Linked DNA regions of Mus musculus: region 1 is linked to region 2. Evidence: chromatin contacts called from public Hi-C data. All regions are on one chromosome and are shown on one strand. The core of a region is the stretch at or near the end of the contact, and the rest is flanking DNA. Distances in the headings are between cores, read along the strand shown. Region 1 overlaps Gse1 (genetic suppressor element 1, coiled-coil protein). Region 2 has its middle 39 kb from the start of Gm32968.

What was found. A called contact is a pair of places that touch in the nucleus more often than the background predicts.
Region 1: a contact with region 2 is called in a Hi-C map of cerebral cortex, with 3 times the contacts expected there. The contact joins two enhancer-like sites. A contact is called at or near these places in 2 of 15 datasets of contacts at CTCF or cohesin (the NIH/3T3 cell line and stem cell-derived epiblast-like cells), 4 of 484 Hi-C or Micro-C datasets (the MC3T3-E1 cell line, cerebral cortex, stem cell-derived motor neurons and 1 more), 16 of 115 datasets of contacts at active chromatin or transcription factors (VIP interneurons, cardiomyocytes, craniofacial prominence and 13 more) and 3 of 9 other capture datasets (embryonic stem cells, embryonic trunk and liver).

Annotation. Positions count from the first base shown.
Region 1 is chr8:120,554,432-120,559,512 of GRCm38.p6, forward strand. The region is part of intron 2 of Gse1 (genetic suppressor element 1, coiled-coil protein); the gene reads left to right. Among named protein-coding and RNA genes, the nearest start is that of Mir7687, 18 kb to the left of the region's middle. Within about 2 kb of position 3,295, at least 47 of the 459 cell types and tissues checked have an H3K27ac peak or open chromatin away from gene starts, as enhancers often do. A contact at or near this core is called in cerebral cortex and forebrain, where this site is marked.
Region 2 is chr8:120,286,762-120,291,340 of GRCm38.p6, forward strand. It overlaps a transcript of Gse1 not described here. Among named protein-coding and RNA genes, the nearest start is that of Gm32968, 39 kb to the right of the region's middle. Within about 2 kb of position 1,635, at least 75 of the 459 cell types and tissues checked have an H3K27ac peak or open chromatin away from gene starts, as enhancers often do. A contact at or near this core is called in cerebral cortex and forebrain, where this site is marked.

The sequences.
Region 1 (5,081 bases), core at 2,045-4,544, 270 kb after region 2:
CCTACAGAGCCATCACTTACACTTAGGCTTGCAGAGAGTCCGCTCTGGATAAGTGGGCGGGGATTTCCTGATATCCCACAGTTCTCTGCCCTGGTGGCTGGCAGAGGTGAGGGTGTGACTGGGATGGGCCCTGAGGGTACCAGAGGAGAAAAAGTAGTCCGTCTGCCCAGTGGAAGACAGCTGCTGCCAAAGGACCACACCTGAGCCAGCCCACCTTGGTTGGCTGCTGGCCAGGTTCCGGTGACCCTGAGGAAGAAGTTAGTCTGCCCACCTATGCCATCCTGGGCTCTCCCATTGTCCTGCAAAATCCTGGGGCCAACTGGTCGGGCCGAGTACCAGAGGCTGCGGTGAATGGAAACACGGTCGATTCTGAACAACAGGTGCATTATCCACCGCGCCTGTCGCTTCTTGGCTGTGACCTGGGCATCTGATGCCCAGGAACTTTGTGCCACACCGGGACAAGGAGATGGGGCTGGCCGTGCCGCTGGCCGAGGCTTCTCTCCGCCAGCCTGTCTCCTGAGTCTTCCCCATGTGCAGATGGGGACTTGGGGCTTGCGATGCTTAGTGTCTGTGGATACAGGGTAGCTTGGGGACCCTGGGACATCCTGACACTGGTGTCCAGCTGGGCCTGGGCCCTCGTCTGCTACCTTACTGGAAACTGGGTGTCTTGGCAGCGCAGCGAAGTTAAGGCCCACCCCGCTAGTCTTCAGGTTCTCGTCTGTGTCGCCAGGACTGGTAGTGATTCTCTGTCACCTCGGTTTGGACCTGGTGTTGCTGAGGTGACATGTTGTACGGATACTAAAGCTACTGCGCGGAGGGGTCGTGTTGTGAGACCAGGGTCCCGGGAGCGCATCCTCCTGTCCCCTGAGAGGACTTGGACAGTTGGAACTAGGAATTTCAAGCACGTGGCCCCGGAAGGAGGGAGCTGCTTTCTTGTTCAGCGAGCACCAGTGTGGTGCAGGGGCTTGGCTGTGGAGAGCTGTGGAGAGCTGGATTGGCCTCCCCGGCTGTGGGTTGCCAGTTCCAGAATACTTCATTCCACAAGCCATATCTTAAGTTGGGGGGAGGGGGAGGGCTGTTTATTTGTTTTTGTTTTTTTGTTTTTTTTCTGAGAGGGTTTCTCTGTGTAGCCCTGGCTGTCCTGGATTTCACTTCGTAGACCAGGCTGGCCTCACCATCAGAGATCTGCCTGCCTCTTGCTCCCCCATCCCCCGTCCCCCCCCTCAGTCCCGGGATTAAAGGCGTGTGCCACTACCACCCGGGTTCAATATTTTCTTGAGATCAGGTGTCTTGCAGCCCAGGTTAGCCTGGGACTGTGTGTAGCTGAGGGTGACCTTCAATTTCTGGTTACTGGGTGATGGACGTACCCAACTCACAGAGTGCCGGGGAGCAAACCCAGGGCCTTGCGCGTGCATGCAAGTGCCACCCCTGAGCCGGATAAGCCATTCCCACTCAGCTTTGATTACACATGCAGCTTTTAGCACACATCCTCTCTAGCAATCCAGAACATGTTTTGTATCCCCCGCAGGGTTACCCTTTTCTGGCCTCCCCCCCCCCCCCCATGATTCCCTGTCTTGTTGCTCCATCCTTTGACCCCACTGTGCAAGCCATGCTAGTCACATGGGGAGGCAGGTGGGACAGGCACCCTCTCTGGGCCCAGCACCTACCTGGTATCTAGCTGTGGCTCTTCATTCCCTGACTCTCCAGTCTGTCTGTGTCCCAGGCAATTCCAGGCTCATGTTCTTAGGCCCCCACAGGACAGGCATCTGAGCTGCCGCGCCTGAGAGCCCGTGGTGGCTCTCAGCCCACCCCAGCAGGTAAGAAGGCTCTGGAGTGAAGGTGGGGTGTCCTCCAGAACTGCTGCTGTCACCCCGCAGGGGCCTCGCTCTGTGTCCCCTCCGTCCCTGAGGCTCTGCCCCGTGCCCACCCTTCCTGGAAACAGTTGTATTTTTAGCTATCTGACTGGGCTCGCCTAGGCTTCTGCTGCCGACGTCTCTCTTCATGGTGTCTCAGGGGTGCAGTTGAAAAATTCAATCCAGACAACGCAATCAGCATGCCGCCTCATTTGCTCTGCCCCCTCCCCGCCAGAGAAAGGCAGAGGGGGAGGGAAGAGAAGCTAGCCCCTCCCAAGACCTCTGTGGGCCCCACAGGGGATATCCCAGGCTGTGGGCCCCATCCCATGTGGTAGTCGTAGTTAAGGCAAGGCCAAGGTTTTGCCAGAAGACGCTGGGATTCACCGGGCCAGGCCCAGTACACATCCTGGCACTTTTAATCACTTGCTGTGCCCTGGTGTGTTGGCTTAACAGTCTGAGCCTCAGCTTTTGCCCAGGGCCAGCAGGCCACCACTGGCAGTCTGTTGATCTAGTGATAGCATACAGAACGGAACACAGATCACGTAATTAAGTGCGGCCCCCATAACTGCCTTCCCAAGTGCTGTCGCTGGGGCTTCCCCAATTGTCCCCACCGCCATTTTCTAATCCTGTTGTCCCTGTTTATGCCCCACCCCACCCCAACTCCCTAAACTTGGCAACACCCAGGGTCAGCCATTGTGGGTCCCCACTGCTGTGGTCCCAGCCTGGCCAAGCCTAGGTAGCTGCTTGGCCCACTGTGGCCTGCCAGTGGTGCAGTGGGTGGGCTTCCAAGGAGGATGGAGGGCGGGGGGGAGCACCCTGACTTCTACCCTGGTTTCTGGAAGGAGCATTGGGCTGTGGATCCAGCCCAGCCCCCAGGCTGGACCCCTGGGTCTGTCCTGCCCTGGCTTCTTAAGTTACTACTATTACTGTGGACTCTGAATAATGTCCCCAGGGTGCTCAGCTGTCCTGAAGCTGCCTCCATCCACGTGTGGCTGGCAACATTGTAGCTCCAGTCTTTGTAGAGGCTAGGATCCAGTCTTTCCTCCAAGTAGCGCTGCCCCTCCCCCCAGAGGCCCTTAAGCCTCTTTAAGATTCCATCTTTCCCTGTGCTGGGAGCCCAGCTTGGCGGGTGTTGAGCACTCCTACCAGCCCTGTCTATCATGCTGCCCTGGTGGGGGGTGGGGGGGACGGGGGTGTTTCTGTCTTTCTGTGACATTAGCCCAGCTGCCTTGAAGGCAAGGGTCCCCCAGATTGCTCAGTGGGCTTAGTTAAGTTACTTTGAGTAAAGGGGTACTGGGAGCTTCTGGGATCTTACACCCAGAGCCACGTCTCAAGCCACCACCAGCCTGGCCCCATCTGAGGTTCTCAGAGCAGAGAGGCTCTTTGGCCTCTGTGAGAGCAAGCTGTAAGAGTCCCCGCCACAGCCCCCACCTGTGCGAGATGAAGCTGGGTGCTGCTGCCAGGCAGGGCCCAAGCTGTGTGGCAATCTGCTCATCTCCCACGGGGCCCTGGTGCCGTCTGCCGAGGGGGGTGGGGGTGCGACGGTAGCCCACATGTCCCTGGCTGATCGGTAGAAGACCCACACAGCACCAGAGCTGTGTGTACCCTCAGTTCCAGTACACCCGGGGCCTTGGGCCCCCTGTTTCCCAGGAAGCACATGGGGGAAGAGCCGCCTTATACCTGGCTATTCGCCACTTTGTCACCTGTGGGGACAAGGGTAGCTTAGAGCTTTTAAGCTTCTGATTAGACATCCCTAGTGCTCTGAACTTTCCGGAAATCTTTGCCACCTGCCGGCCCTGTAACCAAGGGGCGTCAAGTTACCATGGGTGGTGGATGAAACCCACCCAGCCCCTGAGAGGCAGAGGCTGGGGACCATCCCTCTGGGTTTGAGTCCAAGCAGCCCCCCCCCCCCCCCCGCCTGCATGTCTGCTACAGGGTGGGCTGGGTGCAGGCTGAAACACACCCTGGGTTCATCTCCTTGGAAATCTGCCTCTTTCAAAGAAAACAACCAAACAAATGGCCTGCCTGCCTGCCTGCCTGCCTGCCTGTCAGTCTACAGCTGGCAAGGTGGAGGCATCTTCGCGGGGTGTCTGGAGCCCCATCTGCCTGTGTCTCAGGTGTGAGCAGCGGGGCTAGCTATTGTGGAGGAGAGAGACCAGGATGGGGAGGGAGAACCACCCAGAGTCCAGAGCCACAGCTGGCCCTGAGGTGACAGGAGGTGAGCAGGGTGTATGGACATCAGGATGATGGTCCTTCCTTCTCCACCCCTCTTACCACCTCTCCTTCCTTCCTCTTTCTATCCCCCATCCCACGCCCACCCCCACACAATCTTCATAGTGTCCTAACACGGCAGTGGCAGTGGGACAGAGCTCAGCTCCAAGGGATCCTCACTGGCTCCTGCCAGCCTCAGTTCTCAGGACTGGTGCTGTGGTTGGTCACGGCACGTTCTTTGCCCAACAGGTGTTACTGGAAAGTTAGTTTCTCTCAAGTCACAGCCCCTTCCTGACTGCTGACTGGGGTTTAACGGCACCGCCACCAGCCCCGTTCCCTCGCGGATGGACACTGAGGCCACCCAGCCTCCAGACCTGTGACATGCGTGAAGACACACTGGCAGAGCAGGAGAAGAGTCCTGTCCGGCAGCATATGGCCACCCCGTGGTTCAGTTTCACTGTCTCCTCAAAGCTGCATATCATGGCGGATACCTCTGCTGGAACTTCCTGCTGCACGCCTGGCTATTTGTGCTACACTCTGGGGGCTCCAGAGCACTTCCCTGCCTGGTGTTTGTCACTGTGCCCTTGGTCCTAGGTCCCCTTCGCTGCCAGTTCCTCATGGTGCCCGGGCAGTGGTTGGGATGTAGTGTTGGTTGGGTTTATTTCTTGTTTCTTAACACCCACCCCCACAACTAACTGGTGGGAGTCGCTTGAGTCTGCAGGGACAAGAGGGACAGCCCTGAGATGTGGGACCACTTCTCCCAGCAGGGATGTCAGATAAGAGTACCTGCTGTGCAGAGATCCAGACCTGAGTTCAGATCTCTAGAACCTGTGTGGGGGAGGCAGAGGTGGAAGGACCACCCCCCCCCCCCTTGCTAAGCTGGTCACACCAGTCAAGCTCCGGGTTCAGTGAGAGAGTCAGTAAATACAGGGAGAGCCGTTAAGGAAAGCACCTGAAATCATCTTGCGTGCTCGAACTGACATGCACATATTCAACTGACATATTCAGGGAAAGGGG
Region 2 (4,579 bases), core at 385-2,884:
CTCATCTCCTCCCTGCCTCCATCCTCCTGGGAGGTGTTCTCACCCCTGTGGCTTCTGTAGGACCCCTACCCTGTCCTCTGGACTCAAAGGCACCAGGTCATGAGACATAGGTTGGGACTGCCGTTGACTCCGTTTTAAAAGTGAGGACGCTGAGGCCTAGAGGGATGGGTGTCTCTCTCTCTCACTCTTTCTCTCTCTCTCTCTCTCTCTCTCTCTCTCTCTCTCTCTCTCTCTCTCCTCAATCGTCTGAGCCACATGCACTGAATGACTGAACTCGGATTCAGACCTTTTCTTTTCTTTAAAAGAAAAACCCAAACAGAAACAGGGTCTTCTATAACTAGACCGACCTCAAACGCACCATGTAGCTAAGGATGACCTTGAATTCTTGAACCTCTTGCCTCCACCTCCCGAGTGTGGAGATTTCAGATGTGCATGACCACACCTGGTTGTGTGTGCTGGACAGCCACTGTGCCTGCTGAGCCATATCCCCATCCCGGGGCATTGTTAATATTCCTCCTTCAAGGTGTGAAGTTGTAGACAGAGGTTCTCAACCTGTGGGTCCCAACTCCTTTCACTGGTGGCCCGAGATCATACCGCATATCCAATATCTACATTATGTATTGATCGTTTTTGTTTTGAGACAGGGTTTCTCTGTGTAGCCTTAGCTGCCCTGGAACTCTCTGTAGACCAAACTGACTTTGAACTCTGAGAGATCCACCTGCCTCTGCCTCCTGAGTGCTGGGGTTAAAGGCGTGTGCAGCACCAACACCCAACTTATGACTCATACCAGTAGCACAATTACAGTCATCAAGGAACAATGAATGAATTTTATGGTTGGGGCGGGGGGTGTCTTCATCACATGGAGAAGTGTCTAGAAAGGGTTGCAGCATTAGGAAGGCTAGAATTCTGCTCTGGAATGTTCTCTTCTCTGCCACTTAGAGACTTGTCTTGGGCAGGCTCGCTCTGGTTTATGAGTCCAGCCTCTGTTCCATTTCCCCCTTACCCCTTGGGCAAATCCCAAGCCTGCCTGTGGATTCCAGGGCTCTGCAGAACCCAGTTTGGGAAGATTGTCAGTGATAGGCCAAGGGTCCCCACATGACCTGACGGTTTTGATGAGTGTGGGATAGGAGGGGCTCGTGAAGCTCTGTGGCCATGGGGGTCATTCTGCAGAGCTGTGTCCCAGCCACAGCCCTCCTCTTCCCAAGTGACAGACATAACAGGAGCAGTGGAAGCCATGAGGCCCAGAGTCCCTGCACGCTGTGCACCTCTAACTCTGTGCTGAGCCTCTCTGAGCCTCAGTCGATGTCGCCTATGACTATGACGTGGGCTCCCAGGCCACTTCCTTTGCAGGGCCTTGGTAGAGCAGATGCTGCACAGAGTAGGGATAGGTGACACCCCAGCCTCGGTCCCCAGATGCTCCTTGCTAAGGTGAGGAGGCTCCAGGCAGAGGCCTGCTTCCGCCAGCAGGCTGTACTAAGCACCGGGGATGCCGTGGCGGTCGAGCGTATGGTGAGCATATGCTTCAGGAACATGCTGCCCGCGGAGGCACACGCCCGCCCACCATAGAGCGGAGCGGGCCCGTGGAGCCTGCCTGATCTGTATGCTCCTCTGTTCTTCCTAGAGTCACTCTATCCCCATTTGGGAACTACTGGGGCCTCAGGGTGACAGGATATGCCCAGCTGCCCACTAGATGGCTCTGTCCCCTGGGGGCCTGGCAGAATTTCAGCACTCAGTGGATTCTGGGACTTGGGATGGAGTCTTGGGGGTCGGGGGTCAGGGCTGCCGCCGCCTCTGCTGTCTGCAGTACCTACTGTGTGCTTCATTTCATGCAGTGGGGACAACAGAGGCTGGGAGCTTAAGTCAAGAATGGCCTGGTGTGCATTTGCCACCAGAGGGCGTCCAGGCTGTGAGAACCCTGCAAGGGTTCCTGCTGATAACAGAGCTCCAGAGCCCTGAGGGGGAAGGAGCAGGCAGGGAGGGTGCTCCTTGCTGAAGGCTCTGCTGAGCACAGGCCTAAAGTGAGCGGAGGCCAGCTGGCCCCGGCTCTGTCAATCAAGGAGGATGTAGGCAGCCAGAGTGCAGGATAAGGTTGCAGTGAAGGCTAGATCCAGGGTAAGCACGGGCCAGTTTTCCATGGTGGGTGGGGCATGGAGGATGAGGAGACGGAGGTGGCTTGTGGGTGCTTCTGTACCATCACCCTTACACTACCTACAACAAGCCAGGCCTTAGCTCACCCGCTAACCACCCCGCTACAGGCTACATCTTCCATGGGGTTCAAGAAGTCATGTTAATTGGCTTGGGTCGCAGGGAGCAAGATGGGTGCCCATTGAGGCTCTCCCCTCCTACCTCTGAGGACTCACCTTTCTCTTCTCGGAAGTTTGTCTGGGCTGCCTGCCCCAACACCACTGTAGGCCGGGATCCCTGAAGATGTGGCTCTTTTAGCTGCTCAGGCTTGGCCCTTCACATACATAGTGGGTCCTTAGTGTATTCTGTGTCCTCAGAATGGCGGCCACGTAGGAAACGAGAACCCAGGCCCTCAGAGTTGGAGTTGTGAATCGTGTGTTTCAAGGTCACAGTTCTGAATTGTCACCAGCCAGGGAAGCCGTGCCTTGAGATCACCTCGTTCTTGCATCATCCCCAGCCTGTTTGTTCTGGTTCTAAGTCAGCCATAGAACAGATGACAGGAGAAATTGCTACTCAGGCAGCAGGGCAGGTGGGTGGGTCAGATGCTGTGTGGTCAGAGAATCTGGGGGTGAGAGCCTGGTTGGGGACCATTGGTCTAGCCAGGGGGACGGCCTGATGGGTGGTTCTGGTGGTGGGACAGGCTGAACGGGGGAACTGGCCTGGAGGGGGTGGGAGATGAGCCTGGCTGGGCCCTGGGCCTGGCCCTAGAGCCAGTTACATTCAGGGCACACACTGTGACCTTGTCACACATAATGGCTGCCAAGACCAAGGGAAGGGACCATCCAGTCACAGCTGGAGGTAGCGGGGCATCTGGCTTGCTCTGCTCATCAGACTGTTTGCCATGAGCTGAGTCCCGTGTCCCCTGTTAACCCCAGGCTGAGTGAAGGGAGGGTAGGAGCAGCAGCCCCTGCAGCAGCTCTCCAGGGCCCCGCTGCCTTAGATCCAACACCGAGCAGATGGGCAGGGAGAGCGGGAGAGGCTGCAACAGTTGGTGGCTGCCAGCTCCCAGCGCAGCGGGAGTGAGAAGCCAGCCGGGATGGAGGGAGTGGCAGAAGCCCAGGCTCCTGTCAGCACCTCCCAAGGGCCTCTCAGCCCTTCCAGAGACCTGAGAGCCAAAGGCCTGAAGGTCTAGCACAGTGTACACTGGTGGGCGGAGCCCCACTGACCCGAGGACAATCCTCCTAGCCTTGGTCTCCTCTGGGGCTGGCATGATACCAACATTGCTTTTCCATCTTGTGTGACCTCAGGCTAGTCTCTGAGCTTATCTGTTCCCCTCCCCCCACCCAAAAGTTAGAAAGAAAAAAAAAAAGGCACCACCACCCTCCTTGCAAACACTCTGGGACTGCAGGGGCTTATCCTGGTGAAAGCTCTCAAAGGTAGAGGGTGTCACAGGTAAAAAATGATGTAGGCTCCTCCTGGAAGGGAGATCTGTCACCTCTAGGGGACTAGAACAACTGGCTTCAAGGAGAGAAACAGCCCACAGCTGGTTCCACCTCTGCATAGCCTAAGGCTCTGCATCTTCCATAGTGCCTACAAGCAGCCTGGAACCTGCAGGGATGCTGTGCACCTGGAGGAGCTCGCCAGCCCAACCGCACCTCTGTGTGCTCACCTGTGTGCTCAGCCCCGGCCTCTGTCCACCACTCACCCTCCTCTGGCCTCAGGGCAGGCTCACACCAGTCGATAAAGGTTTTCTTTTCAAGAGATTCCGGTCAGCAGAGGCCTCCAGCCACTGTGTGGCCGTGAGGGTTTATTTAAAATCTTTAGGAGTATTTGCAGTGCTAGGAGCAGAAGCCAAGGTGTCGCCCGCTGTGCTAGGCAAGCATCGCTCTGCTTAAATGACACGCGATGGCAAACCTCAGCTCTGAGTTGTACCGCTGAGTTTCAAGTGCCCCTTTATCCACGGGTGGCTGGCAGTGGTGGTGGCAACGGCTGCTGCCTTGGATAGTGCTGATCTAGAACAGTCTGCTGTTAACGGGCGTACTACTAGCTGGCTCCGCTCTTGGGCATGTAGGTCTTTGGTCTGGTGTGGGCAGGACAGGGGGAAGTCAGCGATGCAAGGCAGGTAGTTTCTATGTTAGTTTTAGAGTTTGAAAAGAGTGTTCTGGAACAGTCAGTGTTGGGAGCTTATTTGTGTTTTTTGTTTTTTGTTTGTTGTTTTGGTTTTTTTGTTTTTGTTTTTAAATCCAGGTCTCAGACACAGCACATGATGTGACTGGTTTTGTATGCATTTATAAGTTGGTTAGTATACTGACTGCTTTTGTGTGTCAACTTGACACAAGCTGGGTTATCACAGAGAAAGGAGCCTCCCTTGAGGAAATGCCTCCATTAGATCCAGCTGTAAGGCATTTTCTCAATTAGTGATCAAGGGGGGAGAGCCCCTTGTGGGTGGTACCAT